3 separate regions of the Sus scrofa genome follow, and all the other regions are linked to region 2. The links are chromatin contacts, called in public Hi-C maps. All regions are on one chromosome and are shown on one strand. Each heading gives the region's core, a stretch centred on a gene start, on an enhancer-like site or on the middle of the called end of the contact. The rest is flanking DNA. Distances are from core to core; before and after follow the strand shown.

Region 1 (4,201 bases), core at 966-3,465, 880 kb after region 2:
GTGACAGACCGAAATAAGTTGGAAATGATTTTGATTAAAAAATGGGTAAAGGAATGTAATAACTTTCACTGGGGAAAAATAGACAATCAGGGAATATCAAAAAAAAATATTTGGGGCTGACAAATGAGAGACTCAGAGAGGCTAGATGCTCAAATGCTTTTGATATCTTAAACTTACAACGATTAAGCTTCTGTTGCTATTTCATTAAAAGATTTAATGATTTTTAATCATTCAAAGGGTCCAATTTCTTTCCAAATTTTTCCAGAATCCCCTTCTCTTTGCTTTTAGAAAAGCAGTATTTTCGTAGTTTACAACAGTGAAACTATTTCACATGCATTGCTGGCTACAGTTCTTATTTGGGAACTTCAAAGTCATTTTACAGGATGGTATGTAAAAAACTGCGTTTTATGAACAGAAGTAGTTTTCACCTCTGTCCTTCTTCTCTTTCTCTCTCCCTGTGTATATAGTTTTTTTCCCTGCAAAAATGTACATAGACCTGGGGAGAGGGGAAGGCTGTTGTTGATTACTTTAATGTTTCTTATAGGAATTTAAGGGAAGGATGAACATTTTGATTTACCTTAGAGTAGGCATCTCTAGTTAAATATGCAATTGCATGTCATTTATTGAGGGGAAACTTACTCGAATGAGAAACTCATACACACATCCGTGTCCTCCTTCTCCTTAAGGGTGACATTCATTTGCATTGTATTCAAGGATTTATACATTCATCTTCCATTATTATTTGCAGAAGATGCACAGTTAAATCCCTGTGTATTATTCACAAAAATAATACGACCTCCTAGATTTAACAACACCATCAGGTCCTGGGAAAGTAGGAACATCTATTCAAAGCGAATGGATTTTTAACTCTTTATGAAGAGATGCTTCTTAAAAGAATGTGGCATAATATTCTCCTTAGATATTTTTGTGGTTACATGGGAGGGGTTAGTTACTAAAGCCGGAGAACATAAGTTAATAGCATATTTTATATAAATTACTACCACAAATTTCATACAGTTAACTAATTTTTTAAAACTACTGGGATAACAAGATTCTATGAATATTGATTAGTCCGTTTATACCTTATTTGGGGAGAGACTTGACGCCTGTTACTTCTCCACTGTTTTAAACCTGGAGATGTATAAATATCTCTAGAACCACAGAAGGATCTCTTTATTAATTCACTAAGGCCATCACTACCTCGTTTCCTCTCTTACAATATCGTCAGTCACCTATAAGATATTGAATTTAAGAGTGGTGCTATATCCATGCTGCACATTGGACTTACACTCCAATTGTCAAGGCTCCTTCCCACGAGGATGAGGATCCTTTGCCAAAGCTGACAATTATGAGAGGTATCCTGTGTTTATTAAACTGATGACTTGATTGTGTTCTCCTTAACTAGATGAGAGGCTGCAGAACAAAAGAGCTTTGGAAGGAGCCAGCTTGAGTTCTGTCCCATAAATGAGAAACTCCAAAATTGTGAATCATTCAATTCTTTAAACCTTTATTTCAATGAAAATAATGACATCCTCAACCTCAGTAAGTTATTTGGAGAAAAAAAAATGAGATGTCATGGTTAGGCTTTACTACTATTAAGTCATAAACTACATGTTAATCCTATAGCAGTTCTATATTGGAAGACAAGTTACTCTCATGTGGAAAACAAAACACACACACACGTACACACTGACTGTGACCTTTGATGCAACACCTCACTTCTTAGAGCTCTATTCTCTTCATCTCTAACAGAAAGTCTAGAAGCCCTTCATGATTCCTACCAGCCATAAATATTTACAGTCTTATGAGTGACATTCAATGGACTAAGACAGATATATGCTAGAGATGTCTTACTTAATATCTTTTATTTGGAAAGATTATGGGGGAAAAACCCAGTTTTCTTTATCCAAGGATAGTTTGTTATCTATCAGGCTTTGCATGTTTTCAGCAGATTTCTCTGTTGTTTTACTTTACAGCCTCTGAAAAGCAGATTCAGCTACAAAAGAAACGTGGTCGTTTATGAAGCACGTATTACTTTGTTTAAAAAAAAAAAAAAAAAGCGGACCCTTTGCATTCCCACTGAGCTAGGTTGAGCGACTCATGCTACTCAAGATAAAAATCAGGATCTGTCATGAGTTGATTTCTGCCTCCCTTTTCTTTTGATTCGCTCTCTGATCCCCCAGGTTTCCTCTTGGCTTCACCGACCACTTCTTGGCCCAAATATAACTTCCCTCTATAGGATACTACAGAGAGTCAGATAAACGTTCTATCTTCTTCTAAAGTAAGCGTTCTATCTTCTTCTCTCCCTGCCTTCTGTGTCCTCTCCTCTTTCTTTGGGAGGCCAGGGCAGGAGCGGATCCATGTTTCTGACTTTGTTATCATTTTCCTTGTGTCAGAACTTTGTTGGTTCTCAAAGGCTAAAATTTGAAAATGAATCTTGATCTTGAACTCTTATTTTTAATGCTGTATCTCCTCTTATCACTGCTTATAAAACATTACCACAATTTGTCCTCAGGCTGACCCTACCTCTGTTGAAATCCTTTTTAAGCCTTAATTATATCCTGTCTTGATGTTTTCAGTTCCTTCTTTAGCAATCTTCCACTCCCTAAAATTTTGGCTGTACTGAATACTTCAACTAGACTCTTTGTGTACAGGAAAGAAATGTCATAACTTTAATAATGCATCTTCTTTTTACTTTCATTTTAATAGAGATATAAAGATAACTTAATCTGCTATACCTTCCTTACCTGTATTAAGAAAAATTTACTGAGAAGTGAGTCGATTCTTTTTTTCTCCTCAAATTCCACCTTCATTTTCTATTTCCCTTTTTTTATGTTTTAATTTTTATCAGGCTACAGAAGATTGATTTTTTTTTTAATTATCCTTGATTTAGTAAATTCAGAGCTGAAGGAGTGGTTCATGAAGATGTTAGAAAGAATCATATCAGGATTTGCAGGATTCCAACAGATTTCCTTTAATCATCTTCTGGATCCAGTATCCAGGCTTCCCTCCCACGGGCCCAATAAGGTTTCCTTATGGTATGGAGATGACTGCACAGGACAGTTCTCTGTAGGGCAGCAAAGGAGATGAGTTATGCAGATGATGCAGTATGGGAACACCCAGAGGGTAGGTCTTCAAACTTAGAAATGCTTATTTTTTTTAAAAAAAAAAAAAAAGAGGGAGCAAGTATTGATTATTGATCTCAAGGAAGGTAGTTGAACACAAACTAGAGCCATGGGACTTTCTGCTTAAAAATGTATGTATCCAACTCCTATTAAAATGACACCTCATGTCCAGGGAACTCCTTGCTCTTGTGAGTGAAAATGAGATCCATAGTAAATGTTTAAGAAACATTAAACAATAAGCTGTAGTTTCTGGGTGGCTTTTCAAGTCATAACTAAACCATGGAGGATACTTTATGACCTAAGCAGTAAGTTAACTCTTCTGTTCTCCTGCACAATATCTGAATATCTTAGCTACTCTAAACCATTAAGCCCCATTGAGAAATTCAAGGCCAAAATGCAATAGTAAAGCAAAAGCGATCAAAAGAACATTAAAAAAAAAAAAAAAAAAAAAAAAAAAAAAACCACCGAGATGGTGAGGAAGGTGTGACTAGATAGAGACATAGGTAGCTGTAGTGAGTTTAAGGGAATGTCACTCAGCTCAGAAGGTCAGAAAGCAACACCTATCTCCATGCCTTTCCTCCAGAAACCCATTTCCAGATCACTCTTGGACTCCCTCCTTTGCCTACTCCCAACTCCCCTAGAATGCAGCTGGTCAAGAGTGAGGTATATGTTTCACCTTGGCTTTGGTAAACGAAGAGAAATATGTTGGCCTAAGAGTCATGATGTCATCCAAGTCTATTCTTCTTATGAACTTGTTGATAAACTTCTTGATGAACTGCATCTTGAGGGTAATACTCCTTGCACTGAACCACACCCCGATTTCAGTGCCTGGCATGTGGTGCTGTCCTAGAGGACAGCCTCCCTGAGGAGGAACCCCCCAGCGTCTCCTCCTTGTGCTTCTTCTTTTTCTTGAGACTCCTACCTAAAGGTGACTGATGCCTTGTGATATAAAACATGAATATATTTTACCAAATCCTGTCATAACAGAGTCCAGCTAAGAGGAATCGGTGAAACACTGAGAATCAAGACTTTTTCTCCCCTTTATTCTTAAGGGCAGTGATAACGGTACAGTTTTT
Region 2 (4,726 bases), core at 747-3,246:
AACATTTAATGAAGCACCTTTAAATTAAAAAAAAAAGCAAAGCAAGAATATCTCTTATGTCCTCAAAATGGAACTTAATTGGTTCCAAACATGAACAGTTGGATTTTGATCTGCTTCTATTAAAAAAAAAATCTTTGATTTTGACTATAAGACCTTGTTTAAAATTTAACTGAAGTAATTGATTTGTAAAATTTCAAAAGCAACTCTTTAATCTTTTACTAAACTATTAATAAGTTAATAACCTTATTTCATTGAATTTGCTCTTTTATTATGCTAGGTCCAGCTCCTTGAGTAAGTCCCTGTTCATTCAGAACTATACTTTTATTTTTTGAAACGTCAATCTTGCTATGTCAGAAAAGTGAATTTGTAGCATCTTTTCTAAGTTGCAGTTTCCCCCTAAAATTTACCGTTAAGTGGAAATGAGGTGGGGGAGGGCAGAGGAGGGTAACCATGAAAAGGTTTCTGAACCTCATATTCCCATGGGCTCCGAATTTTAGCAAATCTGTTTTTTAAGTAAGTGGATTCCAATTTTCTTTAATCTTTACTGGCAGTAGATACAGTTGGATAGAAGATCATCAGATTTGTTTTTGTCTATACATTTCAAAAACAGTGTTCTTTTTGTGACTGTCACATAGGAAAGTATATAAATCATGTCTGCCTCATAATAAATAGACTTCTCTCCTCAATTCTGTATGGGAAACAGTTTATACAAACTTTTTCTGTGTCTACACTTATCAAAATTTCCCCAGAGTTGGTCATATATCACTTAGCAAAATATCGACACCATCTGTTTTAAGCTGAAATGATGTCTCTTTACTTTAAGAAGGGAACGTTTTGGAAGTTGAGTTATATCTGTTCAGTACTTCTCAATTGTTAGAAGACTGAGTATTTAAATGCTCTATTGATGAAAAAAATGTAGACCAGTTGAGATCAGTAGGCTAACAGATTTAAAAGGAAAAACAAAAGCAGATGAAGCCCTAATCATTTATTTGATTCTCTCAAGGGTGGTGGATGTATAGGTCTGTGCATGGGAATAACCAAGGTTAGTAATTCATGTGACGTGCCTCTTTTAAAAACAGATAGACCCATGTAGTAGCTAAAGGTGGTTCCAGGTCCCCCGTCCTGTTATGGGATGGTTAAGAAAGATTCCTGAGCATATATTTTATCATTTGATTCTAGATTTTTAAAAAAAGTCTGTATACTTTATAAAGCTCAAGCCTTTGGATATCAGACCTTCCAAGAATTCATGACGTTTTTAGATAGTGACTTGTGACCCAGGGGAAGATGAGAGGGTGAGATGTATTTGTGTATGATCTAACTCCACAAAAATGTAAGGTATATGATAGCAAGTCACTGTGTGTTTTATTCACTATGTATTCTTAGTGCCTAGAAGAGAATCAGGCACCTAGTAGGGTCTTAATATTTGTGGAATGATGATATCAAATGAAAAAACAGCAGGGAAAGAATGTGGTCAGAGAAGAAGGAGGTACAGCAGCAGAGCAGCAATGCTGATTTTCAACCATAGCAGGCAAGGAAGTCCCAGTTTCCTGCTCTGAAAGCTTGGATGTGGGCGTGAGTGATGGTGCCAAGTAGCAACCATGCAGAGTGTCATCTAATCGTCTGGTTTCCTTCGTTAGTCACCCAGCTTGGAGTGTCTGGCTGTTCCCAGCTTCTCTGCTTCTCTTCCCTGGGGGCTTCTTCCTCTCCCAGCTGTCCTTTGCCTATGTTGACATGAAGCCTGGGCTTTCGGGGTGTTGAGCAGAATGGTGACAGGGTTGGGAATTCGGGCGTGGGCTTCAGATACACCTGGGCCCCGGTCCAGGGGCTGCCATCGCCATGTATCTGATCCTGGGCAAGCCACTTCTTCTGGTTCAGCCTCATTTTCCTTGTTGGTGTATTTGGATTGATAATAATTATGCCTGTCTAGTTAGTTGCTGAAAGATGAGTGAGAAGATGCCTGATGTGAGTAACAAATCATAAAGACCCTGTGTGGGTGGCTCAGTGCTTTCAAGAAGTGGAGTTTTATGGGATGGTGCATGTGAAATGCTTAGCACAGGTCTGGCTCGGGAGAAGCCTTCAACGATATGTGAGCTGCTTTTTCCATGTGTGTCTTTTCTTAACACTGATCCCAGTGTCGAGAAATAGGACACGAATAAGGAATAAATGTGGGAAGACCATGACCCTGACAAAGGGTTTGGAGTAAGGGTGTCCTGTGTCTAGCCCTTGTTCTCCAGGAACTGAGCTAAGTCAGGCAGGTGTAACTGCTGACATTGATGTGGTCTGTGTGCAATGAACCTTTTCCAACCTGGGCATTAAAATTCTCTTGTGACATTATTGTAGTCATTTTAGTTTTGCTATTGCAGAACATGTTTCTTCCCAAATTGTGTTTTTTCTTTCAAGTTGGTTTTAAAAAGCTTCAGTAGGAGTTCGCATTATGGAGCAGCAGAAACAAACCCGACTAGCATCCATGAGGACGCAGGTTCCATCCCGGGCCTCTCTCAGTGGGTAGGCGACCTGGTGTTGCCATGAGCTGTGGTGTAGGTCGCAGACGTGGCTTGGATCTTGGCGTTGCTGTGGCTGTGCTGTGGCGTAGGCCGGCAGCTGTAGCTCTGATTCAACCCCTAGCCTGGGAACTTTCATATGCTGCAGGTACAGCTCTTAAAAAAAAAAAAAAATAATAAAAAAGCTCCAGTAGCATTTGCCTTGATGTAATAGGCTTGGCTTTTGTTAGAGTGATGCTTAGTAGGTGGTTTATATCTCCATGTTATGAAAATATGCTGCTGTGAAGAGGACTGTGGGGTCTCTTGCGGTCTTGTGGTTTAGGTGGTTGACTTCACCACATATGTGGCGAAGCGTAGAAACAACCAATTTGACAGGGGTTTCCCACTTAACTCTTACTAATCAATTTGAAGAAAAACAGAGTTCCTTATTGAAATAACTAAGCATAAACATAGGCCAGGAGCTCCTGCTGAAGTGCAACAGGGATCCACAGTGTCTTGGGAGCACTTGAGCACAGGTTCGATCCCCATCCAGACACGGTGGGTTAAGGATCTGGCATTGCTGCTGCTGCGGCTTAGTTCATGGCTGTGGCTTGGATCTGATCCCTGGCCCAGGAGCTCTGTATGCTGCAGGGCCGCCAAAAAACCCCCATAGGCCAAGGCAACTAATTTTCCTGTATAGAATATGCAAGTAGAACAAAGTAATAAACAAAATAATCAGCTAATTACAGTTGGATTCTGTGATCATTTACTTTCAATTGTTAGGAATACTAATTATTGCCTTGCTTCCCTTTATAATTTGAAACAAGGTGGAAACATTCCCATCAGGCAGTTCCTTTTCCTATAGCTTCACTGTCACCTCCTGCCTCTTCCTAGATACCGACTCCTTGACTTTTGGAGCAAAATAGTCACATCTTTCTTGAAAGCTGATGCTCTCTCCTGTCTCTTTGCCTTCCCACCTTTTCATATACTGTTCCCTCAGTCAGGAAAGCTCTTCCTTAGACATCACTGATACTGAGATTTGGTCTTTCTCCTGTAAGGGATTCTATCAGGCAGAGAACCTTTAATAAAGTTTTTTTTTTTTTTTTGGTTTCTGATTCATCACATTGCCATTTTAATTATGTGTTTACACATCTATCTGCCCACCCAGCAGATGACTTTTGCAGGGACCAGGCCATGGAGTTGTGTTCACCTTTCTGTTTGTTTTTGTAAAATCAAAGCTTTACTAAGATAGAAATTCACATACCATATGACTCATTCATTTATTTATGTGTATGATTCAATGGTTTTGAACATATTCACAGAATTGCATAACCATCACCACAATCAATTTTGGAACATTTTCATCACTCCGGAAAGAAACCCTCTACGCATTGGCAGTCACCCTCTTTCACTCCTCAATTGTCCCCAGGAGCTATAATCTATTCTCTGTCTCTATAGATTTGCCTATTCTGGATATTTTATATAAACATTGTTTGCTTTTAAACTACACCACACATAATTAGAAGCAAAGAAATTTCATTAAGTACCATACTCAAAAATGCATCTCTAAATATTTTTCCTTAACACAGGAGAAAAGTCTACTGGAATAAGAGCTGTACAGTTTTAATTATGGAATAATGCACACACTAGAACATCACAGATTAAGCTTAACAAAGAACATTTTACCTGCTGTTTTAGTGAATCAGTAACAACATATCAGGAAGCAAAGTTACTTGGCTCCCTTTATATATTTTAGGGACACAGTTCAGTTCAATTTGGATAAAATTCTGTTGGAAAAAAAGCTGCCTCTTGGCATTATGTGCAAGTCACTTGCCTTCTCTTGTCATAACTGAATGCTGACATAAATCTTTTTTTAATAAAATGAACTATTAAAATTATTTCTTTCCTGAATGATGGCTGAAACAGATGTATTTTAATCTACAGGGCATAGAAAATGAAATTTACATGTCACTGGGGTCTCTCTGCTTAATAAATGTTTTAAATAGAAGGAAAGCACCAAGCTAAATAAATATGAGATATGCTGCTTTACACTGGATTATAAAAGTGAAATTACAGGTCTTTTTCTCTACCAAAGAATGGATTTATAAGGAGAAGATATTTTACACTGTCAAATATCAGTCTTTCAGAATATCACAAAAATACTGCTTTGCTGTTCTTCTTTAAAAAAAAAACAAACCCTGCAATATGCAGTACGAAATATTGCCTTTTCATTTCTAGCTTGATGG
Region 3 (4,423 bases), core at 364-2,863, 770 kb after region 2:
TGATAATACAAATTATTCATATGTACGGACAAATATACCTTTCTTTCATAACCATAGCTAAATTTGCTAATTGTGAAAATGGAACTTCTAGTATCACCATGCCCCCTAGCTCCGTGTTAAAGTACTGTTCAGTTTTGAATAATGGGATGGTTATTGTGTGTCTCCTTAAAGCATTAGGATCTCTTAATAAACTCTCACTAACACTATATAGCATTTCAGATCAAATATAGGCTCATAGGATGCATCATACTGTGGACACAAAATAAGTGATAATTAATACAGAACATAAAACAGTGCCTTAAAGCAGCCAGTTCATTTTCCTCTTTAGCTACACCAGCAAGTGGGCTGGGTTCTATAAACAAGAGGGGGGTGTTATGCTTTGAATTGCCAAAATTTGAAAGCAGAGAAATGCCTCAAGTAATCAAAAACCGTGAAGTTGGCAGAACAGTAATATCTCTAATCTGATGAAAAAAATTTTAGTCTAAATTTTGTAAACTTGTGTGAGTTGCTTAACAAACAAGCTTTGAAAACCTAATTCAGTGAACAAATTAAGAGGGGGGATTGCCTCTTGGCAACCCAGGTTGAAAATAAAAACTGTGGGAGAGGACAGGAAACAAAAATAGAAGGGCAGAGTTTACAGTTAATAACAGTTTTGAGGTTTGCAGGAATGTGGAATGATTTTTTGGTTTTGTTCTATGAGGAACTAAGCCTGAAGAGACTAAAGTATTCATTGGGCTTTTAAAATTTCTGTGACTATATGTCTGCATAAACGCCTTGCCCTAAGAACTCCAGTCTTTCTCCTGTGTAGTCAGGGGGATACAATATGTTGGATAGAGAAAGAAATCTGTAAAACTCACCTGCCCAAAATAAGGGAATTATATTTTCGATTGTTAGACCGCAGACCTCTGGAAGACTTTTCAGCTTCGAGTGGTCTGTTGGCAGTGTAGTTTCAATAGAGACTCCAGGGAAGTGCCAAGTCTAACTTCACTTTCCCCCCTTTCTTGTTTAATCCCCGTGCTGCTCTGTGATTTTTTTCTTTTTTTTTTTCATGGCTGGCTAAAGTTGTGTCAACGGGACACTTGTACCACAAAGCCTGAAATGTTAAAGAAAGCTACAAGGAACAGCTTTGAGGCAAGGTTTCAAGCTTTGTCATCACGCTTGAAGAATTTTCTGTTTAATGTACTGTAATGCAGTATTCAATGGGGACACGTTTAATTGAGTTTTACAGAACCCAGTTGGGAGTAGAGCTGCAAGGTAGGTGATGTCTAGGTTTTTAATCTTCCACTCCGGAGAGGCTTGTTGACGGAGAGGTTCTTTCTCTTTGCAAGAAAAAAAAAGGAAGCATGAGAAATGATACATCCGTGGATAAAACCAATTGGCAACCCCCAAAGGAATGAGGGCGATAAGGCGAATCCAGCACTTGTAAGAAATAAAAGAATCCAACTGTTCATTTAAATGAGAAACAACACCCGCGATGGAGGAGGCAGGGAGGCTGGGCGCAGGAATGGGGAGGAACCCAGACTGACAAATAGAAGCAGTGATGCTGGGAGAAGGAATTCTAGCAAACAATCATCGGCTTGTTAGGGGGATTATCAGGGAGATACTTGCTGGTGTGTGTTTTTAAGGAAAATAAGAGGGAGAAGGGGGCATTTTTACATTGGGAACAATGAAAAACTGGCAGAAATGAGTCCAGAGGGAGCTGCTCTTACACAAACAGCGCTTAAAATAAATCACGATTTCTTCCTAAAGTCCTCACCTAACCCCCGCATCAACCTGGGTAAAAATAGCACCGGACCCTGTCAAAAAAACAAAATAATACCTTATATATCTGCTCCAAGGTATTAAACTTTCTTAGCACAGACAGCCCCCTTTTCTCCTTCTTTAGCAGCGAGGCAGGCAAAAGCACGAAGCAGCTGCAGCATCACAGATTGCATTTCTGTTTTGTCTCCATGACACTAGGCCTAATATGTAGCTCCATAGTTGGCTGGGGCAGAACCTTTTCCAAAAAACCGCTTTAAATATTTGTTACAAATTTTCTGGTCCCCAGCAGAGGAGGGCAACTAGATAAAGGGTTGTTCTGTACACTAATATATTGAAAGGAACGTGAGTCCTCCATCACTGGTTTTTTTCTGCTGAATCTTTTAGGACTATCCATTTTGATGCTGTCCCCAGTGGTGATGGCTGGTTTGAATGTGCCTGTGAGCCCATCCCAGTAAAAAAGAGTGTGCATGATAACACAGATCCCTTCGAATTCCTGCACTCCACCTGCAATGAGAGACAACACTCTAAGAATGTTCTGCTATCTTTCATCAGTGTTTGTGGCATGCAGATAACTAATGCATTGTTGCCTGTCAGGATCCTTGCTAATTTGGGGCTGCTGACATGGTGCTTGGTAGTCTACTCTTTGATATATTATTGCCATGATAAGCCCTGCGTTTTCATCCTTTAAAATTAATTTGCTTTACTCAACAAATATCTCCAGTGCTAGGTCCTGGGAATAATGTGGAGAATCATTTCAACACTGTCCTTGTCCTCATAGAGTTTACAGTCTAGTGGGGAAAATATAACAATCACGCCAACAAATAGAACATTGGAGATGATTAGGATTGGGATGTCGATAGTAAAAACATGAAAATAAGTTTTGTTTCATTCCTAAAGTTGATCTGAGACCCCTGAGGTCATCTTATATAGATCACTTTGCTTGTTACACATAGTCACTCGACAAACATTTGTTATGCACCTACCATGTGTCAGGCATTGTTCTAGGTGCTAGCTACAGAAGGGTGATCAAAACATGCAAACTTCTGTTCTCATAGGGCGTAGGGTCCAGCATATTCTCATTTAATTTTTATTTCAATCTTATAAAGTGATCATTATTGTGATGATTTCATCCAACATTGATAAAACATCTCGAACTTCATTTTTGCTTTTGTTATCTAATCCAACATGTGCATCATTCATGTGAAGTAGATAGTAGTTTATTTTACAGAAGAAAACTTGGAGACACAGGAAAAAAAAAATAGCTATAATATAAGCCTCCTAATTTTTTTTTCTTTTTTTAATTGAAGTATAGTTAACGTATAACATTATGTAAATTTTGGGTGTGCAACATTGTGGTTCACAATTTTCAAATATCATATTCTATTTATAGTTACTACAAAATATTGACTGTACTCCCTGTGCTGTGCTATATATCCTTGTAGCTTATTTGTTTTATATGTAGTAGTTTATACCTCATAGTCCCCTACCCTTATATTGCCCCTTCCTCCTTTCTTCTCCCCACTAGCAACCAGTGGAATGTTTTTTATATAAGCATCCTAATTTAATCCAATATAATTTTGACTTATTACTATGGTCTTTGTCTCTGTGATTTGTAAATTTTTTTATTATAGTTGATTTAGTGTTTTTTCAATTTCTGCTGTATAGCAAAGTGACCCAGTTTTATACACACACACACGCGCACACACACACACACATACACACACGCACACACGTTCTTTTTCTCATATTATCTTCTGTCATGTTCTGTCACAAGTGATTGGATATAGTTTCCTGTGCTACACAGTAGGACCTCATTGCTTATCCATTCTAAATGTAATTGCCTGCCTCTACTAAGCCCAAATTCCCCCTCCATCCCACTCCCTCTCCTCCCCCTTGACAACCACAAGTCTGCTCTCCATGTTTGTGAATCTGTTTCTGTTTTGTAGATAGGTTCATTTGTGCCATATTTTAGGTTCCACATATAAATGATATATATGGTACTTGTCTTTCTCTTTTTAACTTATTTCACTTCATATGAGAATCTCTTGTTGCATCCAAGTTGCTGTAAATGGCATTATTTTGTTCTTTTTATGGCTGAGTAGTATTCCATTGTGTATATGTACCACATCTTCTTAATCCATTCACCTGTTGATGGAAATTTAGGTTGTTTTCATGTCTTGGCTATTGTGAATAGTGCTGCAATGAACATAGGGGTACATGTATCTTTCTGAATGAAAGTTTTGTCTGTATATGTGCCCAGGAGTGAGATTGCTGGATCATATGGTAACTCTGTATTTAGTTTTCTGAGGAACCTCCATACTGTTTTCCCTAATGGTTGCACCAATTTACATTCCTCCCAACAGTGTGGGAAGGTTCCCTTTTCTCTAGCATTTGTTATTTGTTGACTTTAATGACCAGTCAAGGTGGTACTTCACTATAGTTTTGATTTGCATTTCTCTGATAGTTGTTACTGTGATTTTTTTTTTTTTTCATTTTCACAGAAGTCTAGAACAGTGTTTTGATTTTTGGGGGAGATGAAAGTAATTATCAGAATTTGGAGGTCAGCTTGTCAAAATAAATACCTTCAGTTGAAATGACTAATATGGGCTTCACCTAGGAGGGATTCTCATTGAAAATCAGTGCAGGAGCTAGTGTTGCTAAG

Evidence for each region. Hi-C and Micro-C count contacts between places; a contact is called where the count stands out from the background.
Region 1: a Hi-C map of omental adipose tissue shows a contact between it and region 2, with 2.6 times the contacts expected there. The contact joins two enhancer-like sites. A contact is called at or near these places in 17 of 47 Hi-C or Micro-C datasets (alveolar macrophages, brain, embryonic fibroblasts and 11 more) and 1 of 2 datasets of contacts at active chromatin or transcription factors (skeletal muscle).
Region 3: a contact with region 2 is called in a Hi-C map of embryonic fibroblasts, with 4 times the contacts expected there. The contact joins two enhancer-like sites. A contact is called at or near these places in 4 of 47 Hi-C or Micro-C datasets (embryonic fibroblasts, fetal heart ventricle and heart right ventricle).

Annotation. Positions count from the first base shown.
Region 1 is chr4:31,636,200-31,640,400 of Sscrofa11.1, reverse strand. The region is part of intron 4 of ZFPM2 (zinc finger protein, FOG family member 2); the gene reads left to right. Among named protein-coding and RNA genes, the nearest start is that of ZFPM2, 360 kb to the left of the region's middle. Within about 2 kb of position 2,215, at least 2 of the 83 cell types and tissues checked have an H3K27ac peak or open chromatin away from gene starts, as enhancers often do. A contact at or near this core is called in omental adipose tissue, where this site is marked.
Region 2 is chr4:32,516,976-32,521,701 of Sscrofa11.1, reverse strand. All of the region lies in intron 2 of LOC110260243 (a long non-coding RNA gene), which reads left to right. Among named protein-coding and RNA genes, the nearest start is that of LRP12, 180 kb to the left of the region's middle. Within about 2 kb of position 1,996, at least 4 of the 83 cell types and tissues checked have an H3K27ac peak or open chromatin away from gene starts, as enhancers often do. A contact at or near this core is called in omental adipose tissue, where this site is marked.
Region 3 is chr4:31,745,626-31,750,048 of Sscrofa11.1, reverse strand. All of the region lies in intron 4 of ZFPM2 (zinc finger protein, FOG family member 2), which reads left to right. Among named protein-coding and RNA genes, the nearest start is that of ZFPM2, 250 kb to the left of the region's middle. Within about 2 kb of position 1,613, at least 9 of the 83 cell types and tissues checked have an H3K27ac peak or open chromatin away from gene starts, as enhancers often do.